Linked DNA regions of Mus musculus: region 1 is linked to region 2. A link is a contact called in public Hi-C data. All regions are on one chromosome and are shown on one strand. Each heading gives the region's core, a stretch centred on a gene start, on an enhancer-like site or on the middle of the called end of the contact. The rest is flanking DNA. Distances are from core to core; before and after follow the strand shown. Region 1 overlaps Atp6v1c1 (ATPase, H+ transporting, lysosomal V1 subunit C1). Region 2 overlaps Ubr5 (ubiquitin protein ligase E3 component n-recognin 5).

The links. Hi-C and Micro-C count contacts between places; a contact is called where the count stands out from the background.
Region 1: a Hi-C map of bone marrow-derived macrophages shows a contact between it and region 2, with 12 read pairs. The contact joins two enhancer-like sites. A contact is called at or near these places in 1 of 484 Hi-C or Micro-C datasets (bone marrow-derived macrophages), 1 of 115 datasets of contacts at active chromatin or transcription factors (extraembryonic endoderm stem cells) and 1 of 9 other capture datasets (embryonic stem cells).

What each region holds. Positions count from the first base shown.
Region 1 is chr15:38,689,971-38,695,334 of GRCm38.p6, forward strand. It overlaps Atp6v1c1 (ATPase, H+ transporting, lysosomal V1 subunit C1), which reads left to right. Exons shown (of 13, transcript NM_025494.3): 12 at 563-689; 13 at 1,642-2,474. The coding sequence ends at 1,737. Among named protein-coding and RNA genes, the nearest start is that of Atp6v1c1, 31 kb to the left of the region's middle. Within about 2 kb of position 1,476, at least 109 of the 459 cell types and tissues checked have an H3K27ac peak or open chromatin away from gene starts, as enhancers often do. A contact at or near this core is called in bone marrow-derived macrophages, where this site is marked.
Region 2 is chr15:38,000,165-38,005,192 of GRCm38.p6, forward strand. Ubr5 (ubiquitin protein ligase E3 component n-recognin 5) reads right to left here. Exons shown (of 59, transcript NM_001112721.2): 29 at 4,378-4,524; 30 at 4,085-4,203; 31 at 3,882-4,008; 32 at 3,660-3,789; 33 at 2,393-2,553; 34 at 2,053-2,292; 35 at 406-529. All of the region lies in intron 1 of Gm49085 (a long non-coding RNA gene), which reads left to right. Among named protein-coding and RNA genes, the nearest start is that of Gm49085, 42 kb to the left of the region's middle. Within about 2 kb of position 1,752, at least 40 of the 459 cell types and tissues checked have an H3K27ac peak or open chromatin away from gene starts, as enhancers often do. A contact at or near this core is called in bone marrow-derived macrophages, where this site is marked.

The sequences.
Region 1 (5,364 bases), core at 226-2,725, 690 kb after region 2:
AGAGCAGCCTGTGCTCTTAACCATTGAGCCATCTCTCCAGCTTCATGGAAACCCATTAGTTTTGAGCTGTGTATGCAGCCATGCCCCTCAGTTTTAAGTTTTAAATTTCAAGTGCTTATAGTAGGCATGGAAAGTCTCAGCTTTTAAGTACAAACAGATCTTCTAGCCGTAGATTGTCTTTACATACTGGCATATTCATAGATTATTGTGAAATTGAATACTAATTAATTCCTAGCGATTGGCTTGTCTGGGTTTCCTCCTCTACAGCCTAGATTAACCTTAAGCTTGTACAACCCCTGCCTCAGCCTCCCCAGTGTTGGGGTCGCAGGCCTGAGCTCACACCCCTTAAAGTGGCTTGCTTTTTACTGAAAGGGCACTAATGGGCTTGGAGGTTTGTGTTTCCATGCTAGTGGAAGCATCTGTGGCTGGTGACAGACCTGGAAAGGGAGTATTTAACACAGAACACACTGTGTCCATGAAGAGAGACGCGGGACGCTGTTTGCTCTACAAGGAAAATGGCTCTCTGTGCTTGTGCTGTGCACTGTCTCTGTTGCTCTCTAAGGTATGGCTTGCCGGTGAACTTCCAAGCAATGCTCCTTCAGCCGAATAAGAAGTCAGTGAAGAAGCTAAGAGAAGTGCTGCACGAGTTGTACAAGCATCTGGACAGCAGTGCGGCTGCCATCATTGACGTGAGTGCACCTTAGCCTAGGGCAGTAGGACTTGGGAGGTGGAGAAAAGACTGCATGAGGATTCTCAGAAGCATGGACACCAGGCCATTTGTGTCCCCTGAGCACCCCCTTTCTTAGGTAAACGTTCCATGGCTGTATATACTAGCTGCAGCTGTTCTGGGTATTTCTAGAAGCTCATCATTGTTTTGTTATATGTATCAGATGTTTATAGTTGCAGACGTTCAGGAACAACCAATGTTCTAATTGTTTTTAAAAATTGTAGATTGCGGACAGGAAGGAAATATGAAATTATTTCAGTTTTGTTTTGTAGAAGTAATAGTAGATTAGCAATTTATGTTTGTATTTATTTTGGAAGGGCGTGCGTGTGTACGTGTGTGTGTGTGTGTGTGTGTGTGTGTGTGGTTATCATTTCACTGTATTCTTGGGCTTTGATTTACAGTTTAAATTTCACAGATCTTGCTGGTTTTCTCTATAGTTTATGATCTTGTGTATAGGAAAAATGAAAAATTAGTTTTCTTGATAAGAGAAAATGTAGGAAATAACTTGATATCTTAAAATCTTGGAGAAACTAAGAATCCTAAGTCTTTGGTACAAATTTTGCTCTCACTAAATTCTTACAAGGCACAAATAGATCTGGAATCTTTCAAACCACACTTGGTTTATTTAGATACTACGTTTTAAAAGCCTTGTGTCCTAAACCCAAGATTTAAAAAGTTACCTCTTACAGTTCTACATAGTAAACCGGGAAAGTCATGGTTCAGTCAGTCAGACAGGCTTTGGGGCGGAGCCTGGCCTGGCTCCCTCTCCGTGACTCAGCAGGCATAGGCTCTTCCTGTTCTTACAGCTAAGTGAAGACTTAGATTAAATTCATGTACATGCATGACTTCAGCCAGACCAGGTATCCGTAAAAGACCTTGTAAGCAGCTGACTGCTGTTTGTGGTTTTTCTGCAGGCTCCCATGGATATCCCTGGCCTAAACCTGAGTCAGCAGGAATACTACCCCTATGTGTATTACAAGATTGATTGCAACTTGCTGGAATTCAAGTAAACTGAGCTCCTCCCAGTCAATCCTGGCCTTGTGTTGGTGTTGCTCACACAAGTAACTCTCATAACTCTCACGCCCTCTGCTTGCTCCTTCCCCTTCCCCTAGATGAATTTCTCATGTGGTCCATATCTCAACATTTGCTTTTTAAAGAAAAATATATATATTGTTTCTTTTTATTGATCAGGTCTGTAAATGTGTACTGAAAAAAATCAGAGTTTATTTATAAATAGAATAGTTTATTTAAAGAGGTATTTTCCTCCTTGATATCATGGTATGCATAATTCTGTGTGTTACTGTTGTGCACAGCCTTGTTTACAGGGAATGGTCTAAGCATACCATTTCATTCACTGTATTAGTAGACATAACTGTTGAGTAGTTACTAAGTTGTGATGTAGTGCTATGTGACAACGTTCAGGTGTGTGCTTTTGGAATGCTCTGACTATCTTGTCAGCACTGTTGACCCCACAGGACAGAATAAAAGAACCTGTGCCCACTGTGCTGTGTGTGACTTGAGAGGCTCCAGGGGCCGCCGCCTCCTGGGCTGCTTCAGGGGCTGCTGCTGCCGAGCTCTGAGCACTCCTGTCTGACTCGCATAGGATTTAGTTGTGCCAAATTTGGGTCAGAGCGCAAATCAGAAGGTTATTTTTCCAACACATGGTGATATTTATATTTGGACACTGGGCGTTTAGCTCTCTTAAATAAGAAGTGGGACCAGTTTTGAATAAAGTGTAGCAAAACTATGCAGTGCTAGTCATTTATTTTGTCTAAGTCTTTACGTTTGTTTTTTTGATGTTGATAATCATAAAGGCCTCACTTTTACTTTGCCTTTCTGGTACAGTCCCTGAAGTGAACAACTTGACGTAAAATTTAGGAAGAACTCAGGGTGGAGTTGAGGTAACACTGTACTCCTGTAAGTCACACAGCTTTGTGAGTGGAGAACTAGTCTGCACTGCCTTATCCGTTAGAAAATCAGCCGTCAGCAGCTTTGCTATTTGGGATTTTGCATTTTGTTTCATAAGTAATTATCTACTAGTAACATACAAATGTCTACAAAGCAGAACATGTGAGAGATACCCCTGCCTTGCTAATTTCTACCCTCAGGAGGTTTGTGGCCCTTTCCCATGTCCAACATCTTATCTTACCCAGCTTGTCTCCCTCCTCCCTGCTCCCTCCACTCGCCCTCAACTTAGAGCTTCTTGAAGAAAATAAGGACTATACTGCACGCTGAGACCACGTGGCTGCGGCTCTCCACCTTCCTGACCATGCTGGTCTACCAAGTGTCCCTCACTGCCTTCTGGTGTCGAGGTGTCCAAAGTGCTGCAGGGCCTCTTTACACATCCTTGCATAGGTCTCTGCACTTCAGATGCACCCAGTAAGAGACTCTATGAGTGTATATATTAAAATTTGACACATGCTGCCAAATTACTGGTCAGAATTCTAAATTCCAGACATGTTAGAAATGCAGGCTGTGATTGTCGTTGGCACAGAGTCTCATTACTTAACTCTGGTTGACCTGGAACGCACTGTGTAGATCAGGCTGGCCTTGAAGAGAGCTGCCTGCCTCTGCCTCAAGTGCTGGGATTAAAAGGCAAGGCAACCACATGTGGCAGGGATGCAGTTTTAGTTCCTGTTTCCTGTAGACAGGAGGAAGCTGAACATCTTCCACTTCAGTGTCAAGACATTTTTGTAGGTTTTTTCCTTTCTTTTGCAAGTGCTCTTTGAACCTTAGTATCTGAGGGATGTGGATAAGGAAATGTGTTTAGACAGTAGGCTTTAAGGTTGTGTTTGGGCTCTAATTCTGAACTGAGTGGGTAAAGACCCTGCTCCCGTGTGAATTCTTAGTGTGTGTTTGAAGCTCTGGCACTTTACTGTCCCTTTCGTTGTGTACAATGTTACAGAGGTTGTGAGTCCCAGGCCCATCCCCGTGGAGATGGTAAAAGGCTATTGTAATGAGTAACTGGAACCCCCTATATATGTGCACAGATAGCTCAGTGTTGCCTGGCAGGAGCTTAACACATGTGTTTACTATGGCTGGAAGCTGCTTCACGGTGACTAATATGGGAACATAGAACTTTGGGGGACACACTGTTGGGGAGTCTAAAGGCTAGAAATGCTGACAAATCAAATCAAGTTTGTGTCGGGAACATAGCCTTTTTTTTTTTGGTTTTTCGAGACAGGGTTTCTCTGTGTAGCCCTGGCTGTCCTGGAACTCACTCTGTAGACCAGGCTGGCCTGGAACTCAGAAATCCGCCTGCCTCTGCCTCCCAAGTGCTGGGATTAAAGGTGTGCACCACCACCGCCCGGCTGGGAGCATAGTCTTAAAGCAGCTTCAGTGTCAGTGAGTTCAGTCCATGGTGGAGTAGTGGTGGTGTTGCTGGCAGCCACCATTTGGGAGAGGATTGGTCCTGTTCCCTTGCCTTCTTCCCAAGGAGTCTCCTGGGTCTCCTCTATGAAGCCTAGGTAATTGTAAGACGTCTTGAAAACATTTGGAGACCATTCTTACCTGATGCCGTAGCCTTTGTCTGTGGTGATAGAATGGTCAGCCCTGTTTCAGTGTAGGAGTTAAGCCACAAATACATACATGTGCACATGCATGTGTGATGCTGGGCATAGAACCCAGGGCTGACACGTGCTAGGTAACCAGTCATTCCACCACTACATTCCCCAGCCCTACAACTTGGGCTCACAAACTTTGTGTCAGAGACATGTTTCAATCTTATCATTTCTGACTGCTGGGATCTTCCCATGACATCCTCGGTGTCATGTGAGTGGCCGGAGCACACCCCTTACTCTTTGCAATAGAAATGAGCTTGGAGAGTGGATTACCCAGGTACTAAACTGTGTTGGTGTTTGGCAGGAGCCCAGAGTAGTCTCAGATGGTGAGTCGTGCTTTAGTGACCTACAGCACAGTGCCCAGAAGATAGATTGCCTCTGCACTTCTGCTCTAGTTGTTCTTAAAGGAGCCTCTGTGGAGCTTGTCCTGATGGATTTTAGAGCAGGCACACATCAGGTAGTGTCTTCAGAGCACTCCTTTGTGCTCATCCACTCAGTACTGTGAGTGCCCCTCCCCCCTTTTAATTTATTTTTTTAAAGGCTTATTTATTATATGTAAGTTCACTGTAGCTGTTCAGGCACCCCAGAAGAGGGCGGCAGATCTCATTGTGGGTGGTTGTGAGTCACCATGTGGTTGCTGGAATTTGAACTCAGGACTTTCAGCAGAACAGTGTTCTTAACCACAGAGCCATCTCTCCAGCCCCGCATCTCTCCTCTTATTTCTGAATTATACTCCCAGGTATTGGAAATGAAACAGGAATTGATGTTGACAATTTTCTCTACTGGCTTCCTTTCCACCTTAAGAAAATATGCACAAAGCTAAAAACCACATGTGTAGATACTAGACTGCTTACAGTGAAAACCTTTGCTACCTTTAGAAAAATAGATGGTCATTGTTGTATTAGGGTTAGTAAAAGAAGAAATCATTTCTCAGTTTCTTGGTTAAAATCAAATGTAGTAAGTCAGTGAAAGACAGTTTGTAAAGTCTGTAACAGTGTTGTGTTATAGAGAAAACATGGAAAACATTACAATTTTGAGACCAGCACTCAGTTAAAAAATCCTTACTGCCAGGTGTGA
Region 2 (5,028 bases), core at 502-3,001:
CATTATGAAAATTTCCATCAGCATATCACATAGTTTGTAATTAGTATCTAAAAACAGGCTTCAAAATTAGAAGTATAAAACTGTTCTGGGAAATGGGGAAGGGCTGAATTTTCTATACTTTCAAATACATTGCATTAAACTATTAAAAAAAAGGCCAACAGTAAAACTATCTTTAGTCTTAGTCTTTAGGTAAAAAACAAGTTTATGTGTCCAATTTCCTGGCACTCAATAAATGGAAGCTTGCTGACATCACTGTAATATATACAGCCACAAATGAGTATAACTAATGTCGACAAGTTGGCTGGAACACAGGGTAGTTTCAAACTAACACGATCAAGACTGACTTCTAAGTGACTGCTCTTCCCACCAAAGTTTGTCACCTGCACTTAAAACAGTTAAAAGTACCTCTTCCACGTCTGCTGACACAATATCATCCTGCTCCTCGTCTCGGCCTCTGACGGGCTGTGACTGGCTGATGCGCCTCTGCTGTGGGTTCCGAATGATGTAAGATGACTGAGACTGACTGGAGCTGTAAGGAGTCAGGGGGAGGGAGAGACCACAGCTGTCAAGATGGCTCACACAGCACACTGCTCTCTGGGATCCTTTTTGCAGCTCAATGCTTACTTTCTTTCTTTCCTCCAGCATCCTCAGATGCCAAGAGTACTGACACCAACATTCACACATTAAACCACAGTTTCTATCCTGTACTTGCTCGCTTCTCACTGACTGGTTAGTGGGTGGACATGGCATAGGGAAATCACATCTACAAATCATATTTTAAAACAGAGGAACAACCAAAAGCAGAGTGATCAAAGCTTCACGTCCCTTCAGATCTGACTTAGACATAGCCAAAGGCAAGTGCATCCACACAAAAGGAAGCAAACAATCACTAAATTGAGTTTTAAAGAAACCAAAAACTAGAAACGTGATGTTTAACAGCCCTCTGGTCACTTCATTTAGAGATTCAAGAATGAGCTAAAAGACATTAAAATATAAAGCTTTTAGTGTCTTTCTCCTTAACAGGTTTCCTGAGAAATGAGAATCAAAGAAATTATTCGACACAACTAGGGTAGCAGTGCCTTTGCATAAGCACACAGGTACTTACCTCACAACCAGGGCTTTCCAGGATCTGCTAAGACAGATGCATCGTTACAGAGGCAAAGAAGAAGCTGAGAGGAAAATCTTTTAATTTCAAAAAAAAAAGAATTTCTTTTTTCTTTTTTTCAGACAGGGTTTCTCTGTGTAGCTCTCCCTGGCTATCCTGACTCACTCTGTAGACATGGCTGGCTGTGAAAACTGAGATCTACCTGCCTCTGTGGCCCAGGCTTGGATTAAAGGCGATCACCATGTGTGAAGGGGGAAGTTCTGACAGGAAGGTCCTATTCTGCAATTGATTCTTCTTTTGTCAGTAAAGAAAGCCAAGGGCCAATTTCTGGGCAGAAAGTTTGGGCAGGATTTCTGGGTCCCAAGAGGAAAAGCAGATTCAAGGAAGGAGAGGGGTTTTTCTGCCATGCTTTGGAAGAAGAACGCAGCAACCATGTGAGCTCTCAGGGGGAGCTGGGGCCTGTGGCCACTACTACAGGCAAGAGGTCAGGGCTAGGTTAGGGCAGGTAGAGACAGGAAAATAATAAATCGGTAAGGGTGGGCTTTTTCAGGCAGGAGATATCAGCACCCAGCAATTGTGCCAAGAAGGCAAGTAGTGAAGGAATTAACTGTGTGTGTGCCTTCTGTCGGAGGACTCAAGGGAAGCCGGGCGGGAGCTGAAAGCACTAGCCACTTCCTGGAGCAAAGGAAGTGGAACATAAAACGACTTGCAACACATTTGGCTACGTGGCTATTTTTTCATTTAGTAGAGAGGTGTTCCAATTCCAAAAGTTTGTAAGCTTTCTGTTGTTAATATTTAGTTTTAATCCATGGTGGGCAGATAAGTACTAAAATATTATACTTACATTAGGTGACAAAATTAGAATTGTGAAAATCATTTCAACTGCTACTCCAAAGCACAGCTTTAATAAGCCAGATAAACCATTTCCATACAAAACATTAACATACCTGCTTGCCTGATCTGATGACGGCCGTGGTGGTAATGGTTCTACTGAAAATAATTCTTCACTGCCCTGCATGGCATCTATGCTAGTACTGGCCAGAGTAAACGGTGCTGTCGGCCGGGCAATCCCCATTCTGACAGGAACAATCAGAGACTCTGCCACATTACACAATTCTTCTACAGCATAAGGAAGCAGTGCTTGAAACACACGTTTGCATTTTCCAATTGGCTGTGGAATAAAGTTGCTATAGCAGGAAAAAAATAAAAACCTCTAATGATTCTTCTCATACACATACTAACATTATCACACTACAAATGTGTGCAAAAGGTTTTGAAATGCCTTACTTTTTCTTTTTGGACGAAGCCATTTCCACACTAAGAATGACAAACACTCTTGCCACAGATCGTAGAAACCTCATTGTCACGGCAATTGCTTCTTCCCGGCGTCCGGGTGTGTACTTGTTTTGGAGTTCTTTTACTAAGGTGCCTAGCAGAGTATCTAAAAGCTTTAAAAATGGCAATCATTCTATTAATGCTGAGATAGTTCATATGATGGTTAACGTAGTCTAATACTTTTAAATATTAATAGTTCCCAATAAAATGTTTAAAATGTTTTTGTGTGTGTATATATGTATGTGTGTGATTTATGTATATATGTGTGAATGTGTATACACACATATATGACGTATGTACATGTGTGCGTTTGGAGGTGAGAGAGCACCGTGCAGGTGGCAGTCCTCTCCTTCTGCCGCGTGGGTCCAGTGACTGAGCTGAGGCTGTTGGGCTCTGGTGGCACCTGTTACTAGCTAAGCCACCTTGACAGCCCTTGTAACAAAATTTTGAAACAAACTGAACCAAACCATTTACAGGTATACACCTAACTGTACTGATACTGTGTGTCTGATAGCAAATGGATCCCAAATGTATACTAACTTGGCTTTTGTCCCATAGGCCTGTATATACTTATCATGCATGTTTAGAAGGAAATATCAAACATGTAAAATCAGAAGTTCACTCATTGAAGAACACTTATTGCATATCTCATTTACTACTTTCTAATACTTCCCTGTGCATAAAAAAGATACCAACTACAAAGAAAACCCAATTTCATGTTATTTTTTTAATGATTTTTATAACAATCTTTATAGCAAAACATGTTCCATTTCATTGAGTATAATTAATAATTAATCTTATAATTTAAGATCTACTATGGTTAGATTCACAAACCATTTTATTGTATCCTAACTTTACGCAATTATTATAAACTACTTAGAACAGGTTTGGAGGAAGAGGTTAGAGTGGCACCGGACAGTAACAAACCAGCCTGCAGAAAGGACTAAACTCAATGTCCTGTCAGTGCCTAAGGAACAACCATCCAGCACTGGGTCCTATTATCTAAATTTTAGTTTACATTAAAGAAAAACAAATTTAAAAAGGGGTTACACATTTTTTTATCAATTTAAGGTTTTTATTTAAAATAAAATTCTTCCATCGAAAAGCATCCATGTTAATATACTCCCTTTAACTTAACCAGCAGACATTATCAGTCTTTTAAGTCTGACCTTTAAAACCATGGGACTTAAGAACAAATTCATGTATTTAGTGAACTCACCAAAATATCTGCTGTACACTTGACAATAAGGCAATGAGTGAAACAGTCGAGCCGAATCGTGCCGCTCTGCTGGTTGAGGTAGACCTGCTCTTCTGGCAAAAGATGGCCTATCCTGCTGCTGGCACTCAGACTGGAGAGGCAAGGAGAGACAGAATAAATTGTAAAAGACAACATTAGCCCAGAAACTGAGAAAAATTTTTAAATGTTTTAACAAATACATACGGATCTTTGTTCTCTTGTGACCCAAACATAATCATAGATCTCAAAGCATTCCAGTCCTGAAGGACGCGCTCTAGGGCAAGCTGGGCAAACCTTGGGGGCTCTAAGTCATGGTCAGGCATATCTGAATCTAAAAAGGAAGAATGGGTCAGACAAAAATAGAATTCAATGCTTTGTACATCAGCAGAATTGTATACTTCACTCACCTTCAGGACTGGCTGTTTTCCTGTTGCGATCCTCCCTGATTCGTGGAGGCCTATACTGACAGTGCTCCACTGTCTGCCTGGCCACGGTCTGTACTAAGAACAGCAAAAGGTGCTCTCCCCTAGAACACAGGGCAGGTTGTGAGGGAGGGAGGGGAGGAGAGAGGGGGATGGGGAGGGGGAGGAAGGGAGGGAAGGAGAGAGGGGGAGAGGGAGAGGGGGAGGGGGAGGGAGGGAAGGAAAGGGGGTGGCACCAGCATGTGCTGACCTCTTTCTATCCTAACCATTCTACTTGCCTACTGTTTGGTAGGGTGACCAGATTTGTAGCAGTAAGCAGGCGATAAAGTAGATCAAGACGAGCAGACTTCTGTCCAGCAATCAATGTTTTACATTTACATTTCTCCCAACAATCACAATAAGCTGTTGGTGAAGTCCTCTTGAGTCTGTTAAAAAAAAAAAAAAAAATCACAGAAAAGTTCAAAAAAACTTTAAATTACAGATCTACATTGCAATGAAGACTTATAACTTGATAAAACTAAAGAGAACTCTTATTGATATTTAAATGAAAGGGTAACTGCTATCAGCTACATACAAAAAAATATTATTTAATGGTGCAAAGTTCAGAAAGCAATAGAAAAATTCCTATAAAACCTAACTGTAATGTCCTGGGACAGTTACTTCTGTTGTCCTTCCCGGTCTCCAACATACCCTACATGGTCCTCACATGGGCACTGAGCCAACTCTAACCACGGTAAGCACATGTTTCCTGTATGTGTCATATCTGACAGGCCTGTAAATGCTGTCAGAAAATGAAATGCCTGGCTCACCCTGCCCTGGCAGCGAGTATTGACTACACCTAATAAATACAAGGGAAACTCAGCATCCAGGAGGAAGCTGAGAAGACGGCCTTACCCTTCCTATGAAGCAGGGCGAGTGAAGGACAGAGG